Regions from separate parts of the Mus musculus genome. Here region 1 is linked to region 2. The links are chromatin contacts, called in public capture Hi-C maps. All regions are on one chromosome and are shown on one strand. The core of a region is the stretch at or near the end of the contact, and the rest is flanking DNA. Distances in the headings are between cores, read along the strand shown.

Evidence for each region. Capture Hi-C pulls out chosen DNA fragments and counts their contacts.
Region 1: a capture Hi-C map of bone marrow-derived macrophages shows a contact between it and region 2, with 9 times the contacts expected there. The contact joins two enhancer-like sites. A contact is called at or near these places in 1 of 39 promoter capture datasets (cranial neural crest), 1 of 115 datasets of contacts at active chromatin or transcription factors (fibro-adipogenic progenitors) and 4 of 9 other capture datasets (adipose tissue, bone marrow-derived macrophages, liver and 1 more).

The regions. Positions count from the first base shown.
Region 1 is chr14:48,188,132-48,191,374 of GRCm38.p6, forward strand. All of the region lies in intron 2 of Peli2 (pellino 2), which reads left to right. Among named protein-coding and RNA genes, the nearest start is that of Gm52144, 16 kb to the right of the region's middle. Within about 2 kb of position 1,385, at least 56 of the 459 cell types and tissues checked have an H3K27ac peak or open chromatin away from gene starts, as enhancers often do. A contact at or near this core is called in adipose tissue, bone marrow-derived macrophages and fibro-adipogenic progenitors, where this site is marked.
Region 2 is chr14:47,862,589-47,865,564 of GRCm38.p6, forward strand. No RefSeq gene overlaps it. Among named protein-coding and RNA genes, the nearest start is that of 4930447J18Rik, 35 kb to the right of the region's middle. Within about 2 kb of position 1,358, at least 83 of the 459 cell types and tissues checked have an H3K27ac peak or open chromatin away from gene starts, as enhancers often do. A contact at or near this core is called in adipose tissue, bone marrow-derived macrophages and fibro-adipogenic progenitors, where this site is marked.

The DNA of each region.
Region 1 (3,243 bases), core at 135-2,634, 330 kb after region 2:
TTCTTTGGTTGTTTACACATTTGTGCCTTATTTTTATTTATCATCTTTCTCTGCTCTCATGCAATGGAGAGGACTGACTGACCTTCCTTCCTTCCTTCCTTCCGTCCTTCCTTCCTGGAGATGGTTTCCCTTTTTTTTTTTTTTTTTTTTTTTTTTTTTTTTTGAGACAAGGTTTGTCTGTGTAGCCCTGGCTGTCCTGGAACTCACTCTGTAGACCAGGCTGGCCTCGAACTCAGAAATTCACCTGCCTCTGCCTCCCAAGTGCTGGGACTAAAGGCATGCGCCACCACACCCGGCCCCTGGAGATGGTTTCTAATAATGTCTTTTAAGGTTTTACTTTCATAGATGGAACTTTAAACATCTGAGTTCTATTTTGCATAGGTCGTAAGCTATAGGAGGATTTTGATTTAGTGTACATCACAAGGCGTCTCTGTGCTTTCTTGCATTAGCTTGTAACACTTTCTTAGTCTGCATTAGCTTGTAACACTTTCTTAGTCATGTTGAACATGACCGCAACTCTTAGGACCCACGTGGGCAGTGCTCTCCCTGTCCATGGTCTGTTCTCACTGTCTCAGAGCCACACTGCCGTGAGCAGTCCTCAGCTCTGGTGAGCTAAGTCCCCTCACCTGCTTCTCCCAGGGTCCTTAACTGTTCTGGCTTTGTTTCTCTTAAGTTGACAGATGCCACCAAAAGACACTTTGAAAATTTGATAGGGATTACATGTAATTGGTAGATTAATTGGAGGTAAGGATTATCTCATTGAATCTGCCTGTTTCAACAGGATCTCCACTTAGGTTGTTTTTTTATGATATGGTTTGTTTCTGTAAAGACCTTCAATAGCTTCAAAAATTAGAATTTGATTACCAAAGGTTACAATAGCTGACAGAGCACTCCTGTGTTGTATAGTTTCTGTTGGTAAAGGAAATGCCATTTCTGTATGTATGTGTGTTTGTGTGTTGTGTGGTGTGTATGTACATATGTGTGTATGTATAGTTACTGATTCCTTTTTTACTCCTGTTTTTCTCAAATAAGCAAAGTTTTTCTTTACATTATGAATTTACTATGTTACAGATAATACATTAAACAAAATGTATTTCATTTAATGATCTGGGTCTACAAATTATGGTATTTGTATTCCTAATATGTATACTTTTGCTAACATATTTTACTTATATTCAAAGAAGTAGATTTTTTTTACTTCACTCTTTGTTTTAAATATCTTTTCTTAAATTTTACTAATTTCTGCTCATATCGCTTCCTGACATAATTCTCTAAGCAAACAGAATATTATTAAAGTTGTATGTGAGAGCCAAGAGTCTCTGTGTTGCTGACTGCCCACAGTCTTTCTCATGAGAGTGGTCATGTGATATGGTTGAGTCATCTGAGCGTCTGTCCCTACCCACATACCCATATTTGGAAACTGAGCACGGCCCTTCTGCTTGGTCCCTGATGTTCCCTTCTGTTTTTGTTTAGGCAGGAGGCATTTCAGCCGGGCTTCTTGTAATCGCCTTACATCGGGGCATAAGCAGAGTCAGCCTAAAGGACCTAGAACCGTGGGGTTGGTCCTGCTATCGTGGATGAGAGTTAATTAAAAATTAAAGCTTAATTAAAAATCATTACTGCTGGGAAAAATCAAGAAGGGAGATTTTGTGTAGGATAATACATTTATAAAATTACTCTGCCCCCCCCCACACACATACACACACTGTTGATTTCTCAGGGCATGTGCAACAGTGAACTGGCATTTCTAACAAGTATGGGTGGCATCTCATACAAATAACTATACTGGCCACTGCTCCAGGATCCAGGGACTGAGCCCGACTGCAAGTTCTGCCTAGGCTTGTTTGGGTAACTGTGATGACTCCTTCCTGAAGTTCACCTTTGAAGGAACTCTGCCTTGCATGGGTGGTGGCATTGAGTAGACTCACTTGGTAGATGAGAGGGTAGTACCGAGCTGCCATTTCTGTCAGTCATCGGCCAAGTGGTAACGCAGGATTCTTTTAGATGAAGGATGGTTTGTAGCCCTGTGCTCTATCTGAATCTCCTCTTGCTCTGTAGAGTGAATTTCACATGTATTCAGCCATCATTTTCAAAGGCCTCCCATACAGATGTTAACTTCCAGGGAGGAAGGAAAAAACAATTTCCTTATATGTTTGATTGAGTTGTGTTGGTAGGCTCCACCTAAAGCCATTGTTTGCATTGCCTGCAGGTGCAGTAAATCATTGCTTTTGCACTGCAAGCTTCTCCCAGGGCTGCCTAGTTGCTCTGGGTTTATGGGGAGGCAACAAGGGAAATTCAGTTTTAGTTAGTTTACTTTTTGTGGTGTTGAGAATTATACCATGATCTTCATGCAAGTGCTCTGTCACTGAGCTAATGTCAAGGGGTGTTTAACCAAGAGTCCAGCTTGCAAATAGTGTACAGCAATCTCATCTGCCTGCAATCAGTTCATATTTTTTTCTACAGAGGTTAAAGTAACTAAAAAAAAATGGAAGAGACTTTTTTAAAAAAAGATTTATTTGTTTATTTTATGTATGTGAGAACTGTAGCTGTTGTTGTTGTTATGGTTTGGTGTTTTTGTCTTGTTTTGCTGGTCTCACGGTTGAACAGTTAAAAGGACAGAGCATTGACTCAGAGTGTGATAAGATAGTTAAACTATAGTATGTTTGAGCTTCTTTGTTGGCTTTATAATTTATTAAAGATTATTGAGGATCTCTTGGGATACCCAGGTAATTTTGAGCAAGAGGAATACAGTCCTTATCCTGGGCAGCCTTGTGACCTGGTCACATCTCATAATCTGGGAATCACACTGCTGTTTTGGAGCAAGGCTGTGGCTTTTTTCACACTCTAAGCAAAGAGAAAACCAACTTCAACTGACAGTGCCTTTCCAGCTGAGTCTCCCAAAGAAGAATTTGGGGTCCATGTGTCTAATGGGGAGCTGCACAGGCAGAAGCTTGACTCCTGTTCTTCCTTGGCAAGGGTTAGGTGGGAAGCACAGCAGGAAGCAGGGCCGAGCAGAAGGATCTTGCTCACCGGGTTTCTGCTCACCCGGTTTCCGGCAGGTACCGGCAGGCTTTCCAGGGACCAACACCAAGGCATGGATGGGGTGTCTGATTGAGAAAGTCACATCAATGGTTGCTTTGAAACTGTGAAAATAGTCATGCTGCACAGTGGTGAATATAGCAGATGGATTAGCTGGTGTGCAAACAAGGGGCTGTAATGTTGTAGACTGAGTGGGCAGAGGAC
Region 2 (2,976 bases), core at 108-2,607:
TCATATTGGTGACTTTGGCTATTTGAATTAATAGAGACCTTTTGTTGGGTCAGGTACTTGCTCTGCATTTGCAGACAGGCAATAAAAACCTGGCTTTCCTCTTCTTAGGGCTTGAGTTAGGAAGGGAAGGGTATCTTAGCTTTTTACACATTCCAGTCTCATGCCCCAGGGAGATGGCATCAGTTTTGGAGAGCTGATAACGTCTTGTCAGAATTCAAGAGCCACTAAAATGATGTAATACAAACATTAAAAACAAAAACAAAAACAAAGGCCAGAGAAACCAATTTATGTGTTGTGCATTTCTGACCATACTTTTTAAGTACAGAAGAAAAATGATAAATATTATTAAAATATCATACAGTTCCAGAGGGAGCCCAGAACCTCTTAGACAGTACATTTATGTTATGCTATAAAACATCTCTCTAATTTTGGCAGTGGATTTTTTGAAATAGTTTTTGGAGTTTACAGGAAAAAAATGTTTTGTGCAACGTGAATTCCTTATCTCATCTGAACCGGGACCTGCTGCACAGTGAGGCTTGTCACATTTACTGCATCTCACATGTATGCCAGGGGCAACCAGGCTGTTGCTTAACGAGGATGTATAATAGCTAATCGCATTTTGGGCCGTTGGTTTGTCACTGTGATGGTGCCAAGTAATGGCTTTAAAAGTGAAGCAATGAGGCCAATTCTGACTCACTCATGAGCCTGCAAACCACAAAGCAGCCTGTTTCCCTGTAAACCACAAAACAGCATGTTCCCAAAGACTCTGGCTCACAGCATACTAGACCCTGTCCACTGCTAGATTCATTTAAAGTCTGTGTCTGGAATATATTAGGGACTTTTTTTTTAATGTCATTCATCTATTGTTGTAATTCTCAGGTAATACCCACTCTTTCCCACACTTAGCTCCTAGCACCTGCAAAGACGGAGCCTGCCCGTGAGGAAAGCAACATTTAACCGCCCTAATTAGTGGCTTCAGATGGAAGCATCTCCAAGGTGCTGGGATTCTGAGATTTACACCCCGCTCCTTTGAGACACTCTGCAAGCTGGTGTATAATTTGTAAGCACATAAAGAAAGAGAATGCTCAGAATATAGTATCCAGGGTCCACCTATTTCTATTTGTATTTATTAAGTTCTTTGTAAATCTCAATTTAGCTGATGTCTTCTGACTCAAAATGCAGCTCTTGGTGAAGGAGTTGGTGTGAGGCTGTGCAAGGAGAGTCACAGCAGCATCATTATCAGACTATAAATATTACAAAATAGAACAGACTGGAAAATGGAGGGAAAACGAAACGTGGACCAGAATCTGTGACTCAGCAAATTCTCTCATGCACGATATATTGCAAGAAGCACTGTTCAATCCTCGCTCTGCACACACTTCCCTCTTCGTTTCTTCGTTTTTGTCAGTAATGAAATGTGTGGAGTGTGTGTGTTTGTGGGTACAGTTTCACTCTTCAATGCTTTATCTACTAGAAGTCTCCTTGAGGTTGTCATAATATGTGACAATTATATTTCATTTTTCAAGATCAAAAAAGTACATGGAAAGGCTGGTGGCCCACTGAAAATCGTTCTCTCTGGAGGGTATCCGGTGGCTGCCTACCTGTAACAGTGGCTTTCTCACCTGGGTCCAAGCCCTTGGTTTTGAGATGAGTGTTCATGTTGGCAGATCTCTCCAGTTCCCACTTGCCTTCTCCCCTAAGCTTGGTTTTTCTGTATTTTTTTTCCTCCAAATACTATTTTGTTACAACATGTGGGGTTTTTTGGGGGGTGGGGGGAGTATCTTGGGTTTGGTTTCAGTCCAGACACTCAGATTCCTGTTGGCACCATATTCTAAACCTGTGAGCCATTCTGTACCACCTTGGCATCCCTCTGAGGCTCAAGGCACCCTGGCTTCGTCATGGAGGAAACTTTGGTGCAAAATGACACTGAGGTGACATTTATAAGTTTCTCTAGGACATTACAATGTTAGTGATGAACTACAATGTAAAAGTTCCTTGTAGATCTGTCCTATTGCTGCACCAAGGAAAGGATCTAAGCTTTTCAACCCGATTCATGGCTTTGAATTTTGCTACCCCGGAAGCTTAGAAAGTATAAGCATGCAGTCAAAAGTGACAGGTTTGCATTCTTCATGCTTTAAGTCCAGGCCTGGCTTTGGAAATCTGAGGCTCTGGACCCTTGATGCCATCATAGTTTCTTAGATTTATACGATGTGAGTTTCCGTCACTCTTTCCTTCAGTTTTAGGATGTTTTACATTTGAGAATCTCAGCTGCTATCATTATTTGACAGTGTTCCTTATCATGGCTGTAGTGACAACTGGGAAGGTGGCCCTCTGCCCAGTGACTCTTTCTGCTGATATTTGGAAAATAGTTGCTTCGCATTGTGGTGAAATAGAAACTTACAGATTCTTTAGAAAGTCAGTTGTGTCAGATGGTGTTTTGCTGGGGCAGACTCGGAAAGGAGTGTTTTCCTGAAGTGGACACAGGTGAAAAAGACACATGATAAAAGATTCTTCACTAATGACGACACACATATGTTAGTTCACCTTACATTATGTAACTAAGCCCAGTTTGCCATGACCCCATTAAAACAAAAGAAAACAAAACAACAACAACAACAACAACAACAACAACAACAAAAAGCCAAAAAACTTGTGATGCTGTTCTGGTGACTCCTTGCTACTTTCACAGACTCAGGCCAATGGACAAAATAATATCAGCTAATACATATTCATGTGAAGTTTTACTAGGACAGCCTCACCTACTAAGACAAGACACATGATAAGACAAAACCCATAAAAGACACGTGATATTTAAAAGAAACATAAATAGAACTCAACAGACAACGAGGAGGACTTACTTACATAACTAACTTTACAACACTTCTTGGTCTCAAGTCTTCCCTAACCTTCACTTTGTTAAAAAAACAAAAACAAAAACAAAAACAAAAACAAAAACAAAAACAAAAAGACACAAGG